Regions from separate parts of the Pan troglodytes genome. Here region 1 is linked to region 2. A link is a contact called in public capture Hi-C data. All regions are on one chromosome and are shown on one strand. The core of a region is the stretch at or near the end of the contact, and the rest is flanking DNA. Distances in the headings are between cores, read along the strand shown. Region 1 overlaps PCLO (piccolo presynaptic cytomatrix protein). Region 2 has its middle 300 kb from the start of CACNA2D1.

Region 1 (2,900 bases), core at 257-2,756, 410 kb after region 2:
TACTTCCTGGGCTGTTTGCAGATGTAATGCACAGATAGCCCACTAACAGTTGTCCTCCAGACAGGCTAAATGATTTCTGTGCCTTCTCATTAAGTAGAGGCTATTAGATCTCTTAAAAAAAGGAATCCCTCATATTCTCTTAGAGCCTAAACCTCTTCTCTATTTATATGCTGATCACTACCTACTAAATGTGGAAAGCCAAAGTCTGACTCTAACCTATCTCCAACCTCACTGCCCATTTCTTTATACCATCTTCACTGTTTTATTTCTTAATGCCAGAGAATTTCTGAGTTTTTAAAAATGCTTTGTATCTTCTTGTCTCTTCCCCTAAAAAAAAAAAAAAAACTCTGAATCTCTACCTATTAAAATGCTACATTTTTCCAGGCCTTTTCATGCTGAACTAATATTAATAAAGTCAGTTAACTTGCTGAGAACTACTCTTCTATCCTCAATCTGAGTAAACAAACTTGTACTCATCTATATCACAATTAACCTTTTTATAATTTGATGAGTCAGGAAGTATTACCCAGCTAACCCTTGGAAACATAAGGCTACCCAGATTCAAGCCTAGGCGATATAAACTGTCATCTGAGAAGTCACCCATACATTCTGAACCTGCTCTAACAACTTCTTCATTTTGTGAAATGATTTAATACTGTTATTAAGGACTCTCAACATGCCCTCATTTGATATATCAGAATTACTAGCAGGGAAAAGGGATGTGGAGATTAAAAAACTCTATTCAGTTTTAAGTTAAAATTGTATTCAGAATTTGAAAACACTGTCCACGTTTTTTTCTAACACAAATATAAATAACATTTACGAATACCAAAATTTTGATAGGTAGGAACACCAATGTAAAAGTTAAAGCAATATCATTGTATGCTAAATAACAGTGTGGGTCTTAAATACAGAGTGAAATGAGTAGATGCCCAGCATCTTTCAATCAATTTATATTTGTCTTATATGTCAAATTTTCAGAAATTGTGGCAATGTTTGAGGCTTCTGGTCAGGGAAATGTTAAAAAAAAATTACAACTGGCAGAAAACAAAACGAACGAAGGAGGGGAGAATCCAGAGAAAGACAATGCCATCATGTCATATATGTGTTTAGTTAAGCATCATTTGTATAAGATGATGATATGGCTGAAGAGTATGGACTCAGTGAATAAATGCACTTACCTCCGTTAAATGAGGATTGGGATTAAAACCACAGAGACTACAGACAGTGGTTTGACACTCAGTGCATGTGTTAAAATTGGCCTTTTCTGGAACATGCAACAGAAGTTCAGTGGTATTGCAAAGAGGACAGATGGTTTTAGGGAGGTCTTGTGAAGGAGGCTGTTTTGCAGATGGAGACACTGTTGGTGGCTGCAGAGGTTTTCCAGATCCTGTTTGGCTTACTGGTTTTGTAGATTGCTGAGCCGAGGGCTTTGCTGGGCTAGGCTGTTGAGCTGAGGGTTTTGCTGAGCCAGGCTGTTGAGATGGGGGTTTTGCTGAGCCAGGCTGTTGAGGTGGGGGCTTTGCTGAGCCAGGCTGTTGAGGTGGGGGCTTTGCTGAGCCAGGCTGTTGAGGTGGGGGCTTTGCTGAGCCAGGCTGTTGAGGTGGGGGCTTTGCTGGGCCAGGCTGTTGAGGTGGGAGCTTTGCTGGGCCAGGCAGTTGTGAAGGAGGCTTTGTTGGGCCAGTCTGCTGGGCAGAAGTCTTTCCGGGTCCTGCCTGTTGAGCTGGAATCTTTCCTGGCCCAGGCTGCTGAACTGGAGTCTTTGTAGGCCCAGGTGCCTTAGCTGGAGACTGTAGCCCAGGTTGTTGAGCTAGGGGTTTTGGTGTCCCCACCTGCTGGGTTGGAGGCTTTGCTGGCCCTGGCTGTTGAGCTGGAGTCTTTCCAACTCCAGGAGGCTGAGCTAGAGCCTTTGGCCCAGGCTGCTCCGATGAAGGCTTCTCTGACCCAGTCTGCTGAGCTGGAGGCTTAGCAGGACCAAGAGGCTGAGCTGGAGGCTTTGTTGTCCCTGGTGGCTGGACTGGGGGTTTCACTGTCCCTGGTTGTTGAGCCAGTGGCTTTGTTAGCCCTGAGGGCTGAGCTGGGGGCTTTGCAGGACCAGGCTGTGATTTTTCATGTCCAGGCTGCTGTGCTGGAGGTTTTCCAGGAGTTGGTTGCTGAATAGGTGGTTTGGATGGGCTTTGCAGTGAGGGTTTAACTGATTCTCCCCTTACTATGTCTGCCTGTTTAGTCTGAGGCCTGGATGCATCTCGTTGAAGTGGCAATTTTGCATGGTCTGTCTGAGGAGTCTGGGCAGGACCCTGAATTGGCTTTCCTGTACCTGGAGGTTGCGATTTAATTTTTTCTGGTTGTTGAGAAGATATTGATTTGGGAGTGCCATCCTGCTGAAGTGGATCCCTACCAGGTCTTTGCTGCTTAGGAACCGGCTTGGGTGGCTGTTGTTGTAAAGGAGGTTTTATGATTCCTTCAGGTTTTCCTTGCTCCTTCTGAACCACTTTTTGTTTCTTGGTGGTTTCTTCCTGGGATGCCTCAGAGTCTGATATCAAATCAAAAGGGTTGAATTTATTTACAACAGAGGAAACAGCACTTAAAGGGTTAACCTCTGAGAGGAAGCCAGGCATCATACTAGACTTGTGCTCTTCCTTTAAATCAGTTCTGGACTTTGATTCTTTCAAGCTAATAGTGGAAGGACTCCTCCCAGGCAATTTCTGCTCTGACCTGAAAGTGTCTGTAGTTCTACTTTTACTGAGACCAGGTTGAGCTGGACGCCCAGGGTCCGGGGGTCTTCCTGATTGCTTTGGAGGATGACTACTATCCAACTCTTGTTTCCTAGAAGAGTAAAAAAAAAAAAAAAAAAAAAAAAATCAAGTGAAAATAATGGAAATTATTTCAAATCAAAGTAA
Region 2 (2,948 bases), core at 414-2,913:
AGGCTGAGGCAGGAGAATCGCTTGAACCCAGGAGGTGGAGGTTGTAGTGAGCCAAGATCGCACACCACTGACCTCCAGCCTGGGCAACAGAACAAGACTCTGTCAGGAAAAAAAAAAAAGTTTCTTGTACTTATTGAAAGGCATTTTAGTGTGGTGTATGTGTAATATCAAATAAAGAATATTTAACACTTAAAAAGGAAATACATCGTCTGAAATGCAAAGCATAGATAATTTCTGAATAAGGTGGCAGCCCAATTGCTGCTGATTTCAGGAGTGATGACTTAGGAAAAGTCCCCAGGGAGAGGAATGTCCTTTATGTGAGGATCAAGGCATTTGAAAGACACAGAGTGAACAATGCCTGTAAGGACAGCAGAACTGACTATTTACTACTAAGTTGAAGTGTTGCTTTATAGAGGTATAATGATAAATGATAAGGAAGTTGACAAATTCGTAAAGTTAGCTGTGATAGCCAGAGGCCCTTTATGGTAGTTTAGGAAGAAGCCCTTACTTCCTGCAATGGAAGAGCTGATAGTTGCTGAGAAGCAGACCCGGGATTTCATAGTGAGAACTACAGAGGCTCCAGAGACATTTTAATGTTCAGCAAAGACAGTACAGGTTTCCCTTAAGGTTAGGGCTGTGGTTAGGATCTCTGGAACCCTACCAGATAGAATTGGAACACCTGAGTCAACGATGACCGGGATGGCTTTAAAACCCCTGAGGTCCTCTCATAATCCAGGAAAGTCTTTCTTGAGGACTTAGAAGCCACTCTTTTGACATGTAATTTCGAGGAAAGATAGTGCACCTATCTTTCAGTTTCTGTGTGCGAATGGGAGCCTAACTTTTATGGGCACCAATTAGCAAACATGGATGGCCTAATAATTGAGAAAAAACATTTGCAAACTCAGGATTAGCACATCCCACTGATCAACCGCCCAACCCCCACCCCATGTCCTCCAGCACTTTTCCAGTAGATCATCCCAGTTCTGAAAATTCCTCCTTCCCTTTGTTTCAATACAGTTGACTTCAGACGACCTCTCTCTTTTGTTTTAGCAGCTTTGAATAAAGTCTTCTTTGCCTTCCAGTGCAATTTTTACTTTGACCATATCCCTGAGAATTGTGGCTTTTCAGACCCCTCTGACCCTCAGAATTTGCAGAAGGGAGAAGGCTGTTCCTCCCTAGTAAGAGCTAGTACTGCTCCCCCACAGGAAAAAGTTACAGAGCAGCCTCTCCTTTGCAAGACGACAGGTGACCTTCTCAAGAGTTGCCCCTCCTGCCTATCCTGATTATAAAGCTGAAAACTGTGACTGAATTCTAGCACAATCTAACTGGAGACATGCTGGGCTGATAAGGGAGAAATGAGTTTATAAACTGAAGGAGTTTCAGGTATATGCTACAATGTACAAACAGTAGCCAAGGGATCACCCCTGGGGTTAGGTTTGAGGGTGCTTGATCACGGAAGCCAGAGTGAAAGACTGAATAAGAACAATGGACTTGGCAGTACTTTTTTTGAGACATTTGATTTTATACCCTGGTAAGGACCCCAGAATACAGAACAAACTTTCTGCTAAGAGTGGCTCTTAAAAGCCAGGAATAAGTGATGGCCCTGGCCGAGCAAAGGGGAAATGTCTGGGTTGCCTGGCAGAAGCAAAAGGCTCAGGAATGTGGGCCTGATGGAATGCATGGCATGTAGGGCCAGAAGCCCCATTAAATGTTATGCTTCATGGGAGGTCACAGGGAGTCCTTCAGCCAACAGGAATCAATTGGTGAGGGCAGCAGCATCCATAAGTTCAGTGGCAGCTCATCTCAGAATGACGGGCAGTTGGATGGAGAGGGGCTCCCAGAACAGGTCTGATTAGTATTCATAAGCATGATGAGACCCTGAATAATCGAGGCTAAGTGGCAGGGCTTAACAGACAAAAGCAGGGGACACACAAGATTGGAGTAGTCAAGGGGGCTTGACCTTCAGGGAGTTATGGAGGTTGTTAATACAATATGGCATCACTAGGGGCAAAATAGATGGGTAGCTAATGAGTGAGCTGCTTGACATCTGCAATCAGAAATAAGCTAGAATGAAGAAGCGGGAGGCTGAGGCCAGTTGCCACAAATAAAGTTACAATGCTTTGCCTAGTTCTCACGCCTAAATTAATTTTGAGTTTCAGGATTCATTTACTAAAGGGATGACCATGTGCCCATAAAGGAACAAGTCTCCAATACAAAGCATGTATATACTGTAATGATTCCCCAAGTCTTTTCTCAAAGGGACTTCTAGTTATTTACTCATGTGACCATTTACTAGGAAAAAAGAAGTACTCAGAGGAATGTTGAACAGATTTCTGAGTTGACGTTGATACCTGGTGACTCAGTGAATCATCATGGCACTCTAGTTAGGGTGGAGATTTACAGGAGCCATGTAATAAGTGGAGTCTGCTAAAGCCTGGCCTAGAGTGGATTCACTGTGTTCACAGACATATCTGGTGGTCATTTCCTGGTCTTCAATATGCAATTGGTATTTTACCTGGCATTTGGCATATTCCCCATGTTTGGTCTTTGGACTTCTTGGAAAGACCAAGTGGAAACCTCTGAAATTATTCCTCCCTCCTACCTGTACCAAGATAGTAAATCAGTGTATCTCTGGGGGACAGGGAGGAAAGGTAGAATAAACATGCCATTCAAGAGCTAAAGGTTGCAGGGATGTATGGCCCTAGCATATCTCTGTTTAACTTACCATTCTTCTCCATGGGTAAAATAAATGGATCCTGGAGAATAAATATAGACTATAGATACTGTAAGCTCAGCCAAGTAATAGTTCTTGTTGTAGCTACTATACCATGGATGGTATTATTGCTAGAGCCGATATTAAGGCTTCAGGTAATGTAGTATGCAGATGTGGATTTTGCAAATGCATAATTTAAAAAAATTCTGATCAGAAAAAATCACGGAAATTTTCA

Evidence for each region. Capture Hi-C pulls out chosen DNA fragments and counts their contacts.
Region 1: a capture Hi-C map of stem cell-derived neural stem cells shows a contact between it and region 2, with 4 times the contacts expected there. The contact joins two enhancer-like sites. A contact is called at or near these places in 1 of 1 datasets of contacts at active chromatin or transcription factors (stem cell-derived excitatory neurons) and 1 of 1 other capture datasets (stem cell-derived neural stem cells).

What each region holds. Positions count from the first base shown.
Region 1 is chr6:92,508,360-92,511,259 of NHGRI_mPanTro3-v2.0_pri, forward strand. It overlaps PCLO (piccolo presynaptic cytomatrix protein), which reads right to left. Exons shown (of 25, transcript XM_001160384.8): 2 at 1,182-2,826. Among named protein-coding and RNA genes, the nearest start is that of PCLO, 7.9 kb to the right of the region's middle. Within about 2 kb of position 1,507, at least 1 of the 24 cell types and tissues checked has an H3K27ac peak or open chromatin away from gene starts, as enhancers often do. A contact at or near this core is called in stem cell-derived neural stem cells, where this site is marked.
Region 2 is chr6:92,094,803-92,097,750 of NHGRI_mPanTro3-v2.0_pri, forward strand. No RefSeq gene overlaps it. Among named protein-coding and RNA genes, the nearest start is that of CACNA2D1, 300 kb to the left of the region's middle. Within about 2 kb of position 1,664, at least 1 of the 24 cell types and tissues checked has an H3K27ac peak or open chromatin away from gene starts, as enhancers often do. A contact at or near this core is called in stem cell-derived neural stem cells, where this site is marked.